Linked DNA regions of Gossypium hirsutum: region 2 is linked to region 1. A link is a contact called in public Hi-C data. All regions are on one chromosome and are shown on one strand. The core of a region is the stretch at or near the end of the contact, and the rest is flanking DNA. Distances in the headings are between cores, read along the strand shown. Region 1 holds the start of LOC107925684 (protein YIPF5 homolog). Region 2 holds the start of LOC107925548 (60S acidic ribosomal protein P2A).

Region 1 (6,478 bases), core at 1,896-4,395:
ATATATATATGAAAAAAATTGAAAATTTGCCTCACAAAATCCTGGGTTTGAATTATCATTGCACCTTTCGAATTTCAAATTTTAAATATATTTGTGTTTAATACTCAATCAAATCCAAATAACATATTAGTAGAAGCCATTGCTTTCCTTTATATAAATTATTTCAATCTATACTTGGATAAAGTTTTAAATTTAATTTCACAATTTTTTCAATTTTAAAAAATCTAATTCAACCATTGATGTCCATCAAAATTTGCTACCATTACATACCAACTCAATATATAAATTCGATAGAAGTAGATTTAGAGGAAATATACTAATAATATTAATGAAAAAATTAAAATTTTTAAATTGAATAAAATGTAAAATTTAAACCGAAATATAAACACTATATAAAAAAAAAATCTTTACTTACCAACCACAACAAATTCAATAGGAAAAGTTGAAGGAGGTGTCTTGAAGGAAAACTCAGGACCATATCCACCACACTTATAGTAATACATTGTTGATGGCTCCAATGGTCCAATCTTAACATGATGTATTTTTTCTGAACTGTAAAAGAAGTATCGATATAGAGTACTATCTCCCTCAATAATATTATTGTATTTCTCAGAAATCTTCCCATATTCCACTATTGATGGCACGTCTTTATCTTCTGTTATCCAAGTCACCCTCATGTAATCTTTGCCCGCAAAAGAAATATGTACCTGAAAAAGGAAGATGAAAAATATTAATACATGAAAAGACGTGAGAAAATAATGAATAATAGACAATATCAACCTGTTGAGGGTCGGATTTGGATCGACGATGTGGAGTATCGATTAATTGTCAAGGAGGATATCGAATATAATGGATTTGTAATGTGTACGTGGTTTGAGAGATGAAGAAGATCATTGTTAAAAGGAGATGCAAGGAATGCTTAGGCCATGGTATTGCCATAATCTTTTAGTTGTTTAAGGTAGGATGTTCCTGAATTGGAGTCTTCAGATTTATTTATAACAAGGAATCTTTGAGCTGGTTATATATACATATATATATAATATACATACATACATATATATATAATATGTTTGTATGTATAAGATTTAGATGGCGTCAAGTAAACCAATTGGAAAATTTCTCAATATACTTGCAGCAAATGACAAGTGTAGAGCCGGTTCTTTAACTTTGATTGTTTGTATGTATATATAAAATATGTATATCTAGACAACTGCCTGAAGAAGGGATACGACATGGTCACCAAACATGCAATTCAAGAAGCTATTCAAACATGAAGAGAAACTTCATATACAGGGACAAATAAGGTCCCAATACATACAAACGTATTTAAATATCAAATTTTTAGTACTAGTTTAAATCTATATATAAACGTAAAAATTATTTTATTTTATTTTATTTTTCATTATTCTATCATGCGAAAAAAGTTATATTTTCATTATAAAAATCACAGATTAAATTAGTCTTTTTACTATTTAATGTATTTTGAATTAGCAGAGTAGCTTCTAAAAGCTTCCTTTATTCTTTGTTTTTAAGAAGCCCCCCCTGTCTTTCTACATGTCTAAACTTGTCTTCTTTATCTGTTTTTTTCCCCTTTTAATTACTTTCCGCCCCTTCTTTTATACCAACTGGAACCATCATTCTACTTGAATACAAAGCAAAAAAGAACAAATCTATGTCTAAGAGTAACATAAGCACATGTAGTAGTAATTCCAACATGTTCAATCTGCAGTCGACCTTGTAATAACCTTTATCCCTTTCTTTCATGTATAGGCCAGCCGAAAGAGTCCTGGACAGCTATTGCCCTAATTATAATCCCCTATATATAGACCATATAGGGTTGCTCCTACAAAATATTACTCACAAAACAAGTATCATTTGCCATCATCCACCTGCTTGTTTCTCCACTAATAAGATAACCAGTTTTATATTAGTGATCTTTAATGCCATGCGTACGTAAATACATACATATAATTTGTGTCAATTACAGTGGTTTCTTTTATCCTAAAACCCCATTGGTTTTTTAACTGGGTTTCAGGGGGGCATTACAGGCAAGTTGAAGGAAGTTTGGATAGTCATGGAAAAGCTGAACTTAGAGCTATACATGAAGAACTGTTACATACTGAAAGAGAATGAGAGGTTGAGGAAGAAAGCAAAGCTTCTCAACGACGAGAATCAAGCGCTATTATCTGCGCTTAACCAAAAATTCTCCAACCCCACCTACTCTAAGCCAAAAAATTCAGCCATTACCATTACTGACCACCTCAACCTCAGCTTCAATTCTAACCCAAGTTCTTCCTATTATAACAGTGGCGAACCTATAGACATCAAGACCCCAGATATGGACCCAAGTTCTTCCTATTTCCATCATTTTTGTCATATAGTATTACCATTGTTCTCTCTTTAATTGGATAATGGATCCATTAATGTTGATAGTTTACAGGGGGAAAAAACAAACTTAATGGTTCAGAATCACTACGAGTTACTAGTGAGTTTCATTAAATTATCATAGAACACTATATTCTGGACTAACAACTCAACTATCTTCATGCATAGATTTGAAAATTGAGACGATACCGAAAAAGTATTAATCAGACATAATTTGAAAGTACAGCTTCTTCATGGCTCTTTCTCAGAAATCGAGTTTTCAAATTGAAAAAAAATATCGCCGTTGCCGGGGATCGAACCCGGGTCACCCGCGTGACAGGCGGGAATACTTACCACTATACTACAACGACCTTGTTGCTTTTGAAAAGAAGTATATATCTTTTGGTAAATAAATTAAGGGTTTAGGAACTCTTTATTTAACTCAAAAAATTTTCACATAATCCCATCGAACACTTATCTCTAGAGATAAAATTGTTTAGAGTGGTAACCACGAATTCTAAATACAAATCGTAAAATAAATATGAAAAATATATAAAGAAAAAGAAAGAATAGTAATATCCCATTTGATAAGTTGATAATGTACGCTTACTTTCTAACACTACTTGTTTAGTCTAAAAACTTTACTCGTGACATAGTAAATATTTTCTCATATTTAATATGTTTTTATAATTAAAATTTAATAAACATTTTATTAAATTACCGAAAACTCGGCAAGTCGGGCCGGGTCTAATCAGCGCCCAATAAATTCCATTAACAAGCTTAAAAATTGGAAACACAAAAAGATTCCACGGAAAAAAATTAGTAATTTCTAGATAGCCACAAAACAAGTCTTTGTAGCTTTAACAAGAAATGGCCAAAGAATTCACGGTGCCGCCGGTGGTCTTCCCCTCCGGCGGCGGAGTCAACCCTTCCGTCGGAAACATCAACCAACGCCGGGTACCCACTGCGCCATTCCAACCCTCACGCCCTCCTTCCTCCTCTTCCGCTTTACCCTTCATGTCTTTTGATATGGGTTCGGCCACATCGTCGTCGGTATCCTTAGGCGGTTCAATCTCCTCCTCCGCAGCAACCGGATCCGCTTCATTCGAAGACGAAGAGCCCCTTCTCGATGAACTCGGTATCCACCCGGATCAAATCTGGTACAAGACCAGATCCATCCTCAACCCTCTCCGGGTGAATCCGACGGCCCATAAAGACTCCGACTTATCAGGCCCTATCTTTCTCTACTTATCCCTCTGCTTATTCCAACTCCTCGCTGGCAAGATCCAATTCGGCGTCATCCTTGGCTGGATCGTCGTCTCCTCGATTTTCCTCTATGTCGTTTTCAATATGTTAGCGGGTCGCAACGGCAACCTAGATCTTCATACGTGTACGAGCGTGGTTGGTTATTGTATGTTACCGGTGGTGATCTTCTCTGCAGCATCGCTTTTTATTCCCCAGGGGACTAGCGTTGCTAGGTACGCCGTGGCGGGGATTTTCGTTGTTTGGGCCACTAGGGCTTGCACCAATTTAATGGTGGCACTTGCTGATGGAGGTGAAGAACATCGCGGCCTTATATCGTACGCTTGTTTCTTAATCTACACTTTGTTTTCGCTTCTTGTTATATTTTAATTGAAGTACAATTTGCTTGTATCTAGGGTTAGGTTCTTTTAGTGGATACTAATTGCTATGTATTCTAAAGAGGTTTTCTTTTTTTTCTCTTTTTTGGTTGAATTTTGATATCTACAATGTTGAACAGAACTGAAATTTCATAGAAATTTGCCTTTTTAGCTCAAAGTTATTACTCGGTTTGTATTGAGCTCTTTTTCACTTGACATGGATATCTATATGATCTTTCAAATGTATCCTAATTTTTTTAGAAAAAATTATTGAGCATATTTGTGTTTGACATGAACCCGAATCCCAAGTCCGACTAATATAGAAAAATATAAACTTGTTTGAGGACTTGAAATAGGCTTTTACTTTCTTCATTATTATTCGATCACGTGAATTTTGGATTTAATTCATGATCAAGCTCCCCGAATCCTGAGCCTGAGTAAGATAGAAGAAGATAAACTTGTTTGAGGACGTGAAATGGGAATTTACCTTCTTCATTATCACCTATTTGCATGAATATTTGATTTATTCATGATCTAGCTATTTGCATGGTTCCGTTTTATCGAGTACAAACATGTACCCTAATCACAAATCCACTTAAGGTAGAAGAAGATAAACTTGTTTGAGGACTTGCAATAGGCTTTTCCCTTTTTCATTGTCATCTCTCCGCATGACTATTAGATTTAATTCATTATCAAGCTATCCGGATGGTTCTGTTTTATTGAGTAGAAACACGGACTTGAATTATGGGTCCACGTAAGATAAGATAAACTTGTTTGAGGGCTTGAAATGGGATTTTACCTTCTTCATCGTCACCTATTTGCATGAATATTTGATTTCATTAATGATCAAGCTAGTCGGATGATTTTGTTTTATTGAGTACAATCATGTACCCTAATCAAGAGTCCACTTAAGATAGAAGAAGATAAACTTGTTTGAGGACTTGAAATAGGCTTTTTCCTTCTTCATTGTTATCTTTTTACTTGACTATTAGTTTTATTCATCATCAAGCTATCCAATGGTTCATTTTATTGAGTAGAAACACGTACCTGAATCAGGGGTCCACATAAGATAGAAGATAAGTTCGTTTGAGGGCTTGAAATAGGATTTTACCTTCTTCATTGTTTTCTATTTGCGTCAATATTAGATATAATTCATGATCAAGTTACTCTGATCATTCTGTTTTATCAAGTACTATGTTGTTGGAGATGGGTTCTGAGAGATCCTTGGTGTTAGCCATTATCTTCAATAAAACTATTTACTCATCCTGGCAAAGCATATTAAGGCAATAAGGAGAAAACATCTCTTTGGGCATGAGGAAAGATTGTTTTTCACTTTGGGTCCTTGATTCTCTTGAGAATAATGATGATTTTTATCTCTTTTTACAGTTTTACAGGCTAAATATAAATTTAGATCAGTTTTTTGCTGTGGAAGTTTTTGAGGTATCATTTTATAATATAGACTCTGTGCATTAGTGCTTGGATTTACATCATTAGACTAAATATAAATTAAGTTCAGTTTTAGGGAACTCATCACAAATTGAAGCCAAAGAAGTTTAGGTCATGTAAGATGTTAAAGAAAATAAATTCTAATGCTCATCTCATGTGATTGAGTTGCCAACAGATTTGCATATCAGTCCAGTTTTTAATGTTTCTGACTTGTGTGATTGAGTGCCCTACAAATTTAGCAAGCTCTAATTCTTATGTGATTAAGTTACCTACAGATTCATTTTAGACAGCAAAGATTATTAGTTTTCTTCAGGGTTTAGGGTTAAAAATAAAATTTTATTTGCAGGAAAGTCTAGTAACTTCACTTGCAAGAAAGTCTTTTATATATGTATGTATATATATGCTGTCCCTACTTTTTTCTAACTAGTTTTACAAACCTAATTCTCTTGATTGTTGCTGTTTTCTTCCTTAAACCTCATATATCTTGCTCGTTTCTAAGGTGGGATGTTGTCACGAAGCATTCATAAGTTCTGAATCTTGGAATACTGATTACTTTGTATGACTCCTTTTAAGTATTGAATTCTTAGAGCACATACGCAAGACATGCAGGTTTCTATGGTAGACATTGGCCCGAAAAGCATAACTTTTAGTTCAAAGGGTCTTTACAATGTCGTCACAATACTTTCACAGGTTTTCAGTCTTGGATATATTACAGGCTTTTAAGTATAGAATTTTAAGAGCGCGTAGGTAGGACTGCAGGTTTCTATAGTAGGCATGGAACTTAATAGCATAACTTCTAGTTCTAATAGTTCCCTTCAAAACTGCTATATGCGTAGATTACATCTGCAAGCTGCAAATTTACCTTTTCTTTTACCTGCATTCTTATTGTTGGTGGGATGTGTAAATATGTATTACTATTTCAGTCTTGCACAAGGGACATAATCCCTTTCATCCTTTAACTATAGGTAATATATAGGTTTAATATTCAATATTTTTTAAGCACCAAGGGTCCTAGAGCATGTATGGGGTATGCCCAAGCTGAAGCTAAA
Region 2 (6,478 bases), core at 1,947-4,446, 220 kb before region 1:
GACAATGTAGGAGATACAGTACTTTTCGGAGACAGCAACCCGAAATCACCAAAGGCGAAGTTCGGATCTTACTGGATCAAAGATGGGAAGGTGGTTGGAGCTTTCTTAGAAGGCGGCACTGCCAAAGAAAACCAAGCTATTGCAAAAGTGGCTAAGCTTCAGCCTTCAGTTCAGAGTTTGGAAGCTGTGAAACATGAAGGTCTTTCTTTTGCCTGTAAGATCTGATGGATTCACATACCTGCCATGCGGTTCCAACACAACTGGCTTTTGGTTTCCTTTGGATTGAGCTTATAACTATACTGTTTGCTTTGTTTTCTTTTGAATTGTGATTGATATGGATCATTTATATTCTCCATCATGAACTTTCAATCAGGTCATAAAATTTTAATTTTATCGCATTACATTTCTATTATTAATAAATTAGAAATTAGATTATATTACATCACTACTATTATTAATAAATTAGATTGATTGGTTAGTTATCTTTTACGTTAGAATTATTTAACGGAACTAGTGTAAATAACTTATTTATACTAATAGATGAAACTATATGATTAAATATGGCATTTTCTTGGCCTAGTGCTTGTTGCAACTTCAATGTCTACAATTTTTCCAATTTAGGCATGTTCAAGGATTAAATTATCTATCTAAATTTGAAGGCACATCTGAAATTTAAAAAGGTTTCGACAAAAATATTATATTCTTTGCTCGTTTAAAATGAATCTCAATTTAAAATGGAAACCCCGGTTATTATATAGATCATAAGCGATACGCAAATAGATTGAGTAATCTCCTTTATCCAAGGAAAAATATTTATAGTTTGCATGGTCCATCCAATCATTTGAAAATTTCTAAAATAAAATTATGTAAGTCATTGGTATAGTTTCCTAGCCATGATTCTGCTATTTACTTTTATTGAAAACTGAAAAAGAAAGAAGACTGAAACAGAGGAGAAATTGTATTCTCCTAATGGATAGCAAGCTTTACTTATCTCAAAAGTAAAATGGATAGCAAGCTTTACTTATCTCAAAAGTAAGAAAGATTATAATTGAATCCGTGGATCGTCATTTTTCAGTCATTCATTCTTTGAATGATAAATAACTACAAGTGACAGAGATTTAAGTTTCTAATATTTTAAGCTATTTTTACATATTTTGTAATTTATAACACAAATTAAATCTATAATAATATAAAATATTATAATATTAAATTATTAAATATTAGATTAAAAATAATATAAATATTAAAAAGCACACCCTCTAGAATTTTCCTACACTACATATCATCCAAACATGACTGTTTCTGTGTTGGACATATTAGACCATGAATATGAACAAATTTGATCACCAAATAAATATGAAAAAATTTTATAAGTTGGGACATATCAATGAATATTGTAGCATATTTGTTCATCCCAACATATATATGAAAAAGACTCGCAAAAAAAATTGCCATGAGATTCAAGAAAATCATCATAATAGACTATGGAAAATTCATTGCAACATTAAGTTTAAGCAAAAACATATGCCATTGTTCATCTAATCCCCGAATTGAAAACGAAAATAACGAAATTTTAGAATCTAAACTGGCCTTAAATTTGAAAAAAAAGAAGAAGAGAATTTCTGCAAAATACCAACTCTTTAATCAAAGAGACTGAATCCCATATCCTGCAAGAAATTGAACAAAACAAAAGTTAATTAGAACAAAAGTTAATTGAACAAAACATGTAATTGAGGTTAGGAGTGTTATTACATCATCGGATTCTTCTTTCTCTTCAACTTTCTCTTCTTTTTTAGCCTCGGCTGCAGCTGGAGCTGCAGCGGCACCGACACCAGGAGCAGCAGCTGCAACAGCAACACCACCACCACCAGATGGAACGGAGGCAAGCTTTTCCCTCCCGGATGCAATAAGCTCTGTTATATCTTTGCCCTTGACCTCAGATAAAAGAAGTTGAATCCTTTCATCTTCAGCTTCAGCACCAACTGTAAACAAAATCATATTTATGTAAATCTTTTGAAACACTGTCTATATACAGAATTGTTATATCCTTGTTTGATGGACAAAAAAGAAACATAGATAAGCAATGAAATTCACTCTACATCTTTGTTATCGGAATTGGCTAAATCAGAAATAGTTAAATGCTCAATTCGAGACTTAACCTTTTAGGATTGCTCGCATAAGGGTCAAACCTTTCAAAATGGTCATATAAGGGCTTTTCACGCAATTCAGCTAACAGCTAAATCAGATATTGATTGAAACAAAAAAGAAAACAATAAAGACAATTTGAAAACTGATATAGGACATTTGAAAAACCCTTATTTGAGGGCTTTCAAAACGGTTTGACTTTTCACTTGACCATTTTGAAAGGTTTGACCTTCATTTGAGCACTTCTGTAAATGTCAATTCAATCCCATTAATGTAATGACACCATTAGCATATAAATTAGTATAAGATTATTGAGTTTACCAAATTCAAATTTATTTATGAAACCAAAAAAGACTACCATATTGAATTATATAGAAGTAGCAAATTGCATTCTAGTATTCATTCATCGTACATTTCTCCAAACCAAACATGTTTTGAATTAAGGGGTTCAATATAGATGTGAAATCTCAAACCAATACACAAATACAGTACAAAGTTTATATTTTTATACCAAACCCACCTCATAATCAAATTGACATTCACAAAAAAACAGGTTACAACACAAGAAATCTAAACTTTTGGATCAAACCTATGAAAAAAGGTGCAAATACAATTTACAAACAAATGGATTACCAAGTGCAGAGATTGAAACAGATAAAAGGAAACATAGCAGTCAAATCAAAAAAAAAAAGAAGAAGGTGAAAATAGTTTACCAGAGCCAAGAATGGCCTTAAGATCATCAGCTGAAGGGGAAGTGTTGCCTCCCAAAACAGCCAACAAATAAGCAGCAACAACCTTCATTCTCTCTCTCTTCTATATAATTTCTGTAAAGAAAAACAACAATTAAGTTATAACTATAAAGCCAATGGAGGAAAACGAAAGTTTAAGCAAAGGAGATGAAAGAGAAGAAGAGACAAACCAGGGGCGGCTATGGAAGAAACCCTGGGTTTTCAAATGGAAATAACAAAGGCCGTGACAAGCTTTATATGATATTTGCAAATTAGGGTTTTAGGCTTAAAAGAGAAAATAAGATTTTCAAAAAGGGTAAACTAAAAGAAATAGTCATTTATATATGTTTTAAATTATGTTTTAGTCATCAAACATTAATTTGTTACGAAATGATCATTAACGTTATTCATTTTCTATCATTTTTGGTAATTGAGTCATCAATGATGTAACAAAAAATTGATTTGGTAGGTGTTCATAAGTTGGGTCAAATTAAATTATGATATTAACACATTTTATACATACTTAAGCTTGGCCTGACCAAAATATGAGTTAAAAATTTGCCCAAACTCATCTATATTTATAATTGGTTAACATAAGTCTATTTTAGTCTCGTCTATATCATTTTTTAAAAATTTTAAAATATTTTCAATTTAATATTTTAATAAATTTTTATATTTTTAGTTTATTAAAAATTAAATATACGCATCTTAAAGGTATTTTTTGATATTTACATTATAGTATTATATATTATTATAAATTTAGTTTTTATGTATTATAAATTATATAATAGATATAAATAACATACTATAATATAGTAAAACATAGAATATGAGCTAGATTTGGGCCTTGAATGTTTGAGCTACAGTCTGAGTTTAACCTATATTTTGAATGAGCTTAGATTTTTTTTTCAAGCCCGTTTTCAGACCTAATTTTTTTTTTCAAACTCTCGTAAATTTTAAGTAGACTTTCGAGCTTGGGCAGGTAACTAATTCATGAACAAGTTTAGTTAAATCACCATTTCAAACGAAATTTTTAGGTCAAATTGTACCTCTAATCCCTATATTTTTTCTTTTGAGTAATTTAATTGTTTTCTTTTAACTTCCCTTTTTTTTTCCAATTGATATCAACAAAATTTTTTCACTTCTCTTTATTTCCCTCTATTTTTTTTTCTTTACAAAAGATTTGAGGAATGTTATACCTCCTAGTCCTCGAACACATTTTTTTGAGCATCCACCCTTCGTAGACATCAAATACTCCTCAAATAACCCTTTGAGGGCAACTTCTAGCATATACTCCTCAACTACACACCCAAGTGGACCCCACACATTAACCATCACTTCTAACACAACTTTCATATCTTATTTGAAGTGCTTAATAATGTGTACAATCGTCACTCTATCTAGACCTATAGTGGCATAGTACTTGGGTAACTTGATTTGGGCTCACTCATTGGAAAGACAACACATGACACTTCAGGATCATTGTTAAGGGTATATAAACCTTTAGTCCATACTAAAAATGGGATATTCTCTATCTCTCTGATAGGGAATAAAGTGGAAAAAGAATTGTATTCAAATTGTTCGACTTGAGAAAAAAAGATTAAAATCTGACTTGTAAAAAAGAAATAAACAAATTTAGAAATAAAGAAAATAAAAACACTAAAAGAAGAAATTTGAGAACAAGTAATAAATAAAATAATAAATTAAAAAAATTAGAAAAAAAATAAAGTAGAAAATGTATCACACTCTATCTCTTCGGCCCTCCACCTTACCTTAAGCAAAGTAAACCACCCAACATCACTGTTTATAAACTTGGTTTATTGATTATTATTATTTTAAACCATCCACAAATTATAGTAAATTATTCAAACACAATTAATAAAACTAAACCTATATACAATTTCTAAAAATTAAAATTCAATACAAAATTTAATTCATATAAAGAAGTAAAAAAAAGTAAAATTTTAAACGAATATCTATCTTTGCACCTTTATGAGCATGAACTTCTCTCGATTGCGTTTCCTCTTTTTTATGTTCTTTGATTTGATGAATGTTCAAATATGCCAATTGTCGAAGCTATTTTTTTGGAAGACGGGAATCGATTTTGTTTGAAAATAAAAATTAAAAAGAGAGTCGTCACCGATCTTTATTGGGTATGATTGGATCACCTTTACTTTAATAAAATGTTTTAGTTTATTAAAACGGTGTTTTTGATCTACGAAACTCGAGAGAACAGGTTCGGGAGTTGGTTACGTGCGAGGAAGGATTAGCACCCTCGTCACGCCCAAAATTGGTACCGGGTTGTTAGTTAGTATCTTAATGTCGAAAGTTAAAAATCGGGAACAGATTTAAAATACGTTCGTTTTTATTAACGTCAATTTTAAAAATACTTGAATTAGATCAAAATATTGCTAAAGATTTCTTCGTCTCGAGATATCGGAGTATCATATCTCGTAAGTTAGGACGCGATACCATGAACTCCCGAGCGCAAATTTGTCTTTAATTTTAATTGAAATTTCATGTGTTTTGAAACTTAAAAGGATATTTGGCTATTTAGGTTTAATGAGAAAACTGAAACCCCATAAGTTACGGCACGATTCCTTGAATTTCCTAAAACACGAAATATTACCTTATTTAGAAAATTTTCTTTTTTGAAATATAGCGAGTATGACACTTCGCAATGTGAGTTTATTTTGTTTGGAGAAAAATGAAATAATCTATATTGGATAAATACATTAGAGCCAAATTCACGATGCAATGGCATGAAATAAAAATATAGTAATGAGCATGGAACAATGATACATGAATACAATATTATACAAGTGAGTGACAATGAGATGGAAATACGAATAAACAAATTATAATACATATAATGGCAATAATCACGTAACATATGTCACTTAAATTCCAATATTAACAATCGAAGAAAATGAAATAAATAAAATAATATAAAACAATTTCAAGTAAATAATAGTTTAAAATAAATAGTGTATAAGAACAATTCAAAACGAATAAAAAAAAGTCTCAAATAAATAATATAAATATAAAAATTTAAAGTGAATAATAATAAAACAGTTTGAAATAAACAATATATAAAATTTTTTAAAATAAATGACATATCAAATAATTTGAACTACATAATATATATAAAAATTTAAAATATATAATATGTAAAAACTTAAAATAAATAGTATATATATAAAAACATAAAATAAATAATTTATAAAATAATTTAAGATAATATGCAATAAAACCGTTTAAAGTAACTAGTTTTTAAAATATATATATATACATAACTTAAAATAATATACAATAAAACAATTTGAAATGAATCCTATAAATCAATTTTAAATAAATGATACATAAAATAGTTTAAGAGAACTAATATGTAAAAAAAATCTAAAATAAATAATGTATAAAACTATTTAAAATAAAGTGTAGAGGCCTAATTTAGCCCGGGCCTATAAACCCAAAATTAAAAAAACAAAAATAAGTAAAAATCTAAATATCATTAACAGCCTCCAGCGCGCCTCTGTACGGCCTTCACTCACCACCACAAGCCACGTCGCTTCCTCCGTACGCCTTAGCTGGCCTTGTACCTACGA

What was found. Hi-C and Micro-C count contacts between places; a contact is called where the count stands out from the background.
Region 2: a Hi-C map of leaf shows a contact between it and region 1, with 4 times the contacts expected there. The contact joins the promoter of LOC107925548 here to the promoter of LOC107925684 in region 1. A contact is called at or near these places in 2 of 34 Hi-C or Micro-C datasets (both in leaf).

Annotation. Positions count from the first base shown.
Region 1 is chrA01:116,704,372-116,710,849 of Gossypium_hirsutum_v2.1, reverse strand. LOC107925684 (protein YIPF5 homolog) reads left to right here and starts at 3,145. Exons shown (of 1, transcript XM_016856399.2): 1 at 3,145-4,161. The coding sequence starts at 3,235. The coding sequence ends at 3,996. TRNAD-GUC (transfer RNA aspartic acid (anticodon GUC)) reads right to left here and starts at 2,735; the gene lies at 2,664-2,735. LOC107925599 (purple acid phosphatase 22-like) reads right to left here and starts at 677. Exons shown (of 4, transcript XM_041096162.1): 1 at 416-677. The coding sequence starts at 677.
Region 2 is chrA01:116,922,758-116,929,235 of Gossypium_hirsutum_v2.1, reverse strand. LOC107925548 (60S acidic ribosomal protein P2A) reads right to left here and starts at 3,196. Exons shown (of 4, transcript XM_016856270.2): 1 at 3,065-3,196; 2 at 2,859-2,969; 3 at 1,753-1,982; 4 at 1,460-1,667. The coding sequence starts at 2,946. The coding sequence ends at 1,641. LOC107925660 (monodehydroascorbate reductase) reads left to right here. Exons shown (of 10, transcript XM_016856370.2): 10 at 1-398. The coding sequence ends at 225. LOC107925614 (a long non-coding RNA gene) reads right to left here. Exons shown (of 2, transcript XR_001692030.2): 2 at 6,182-6,472.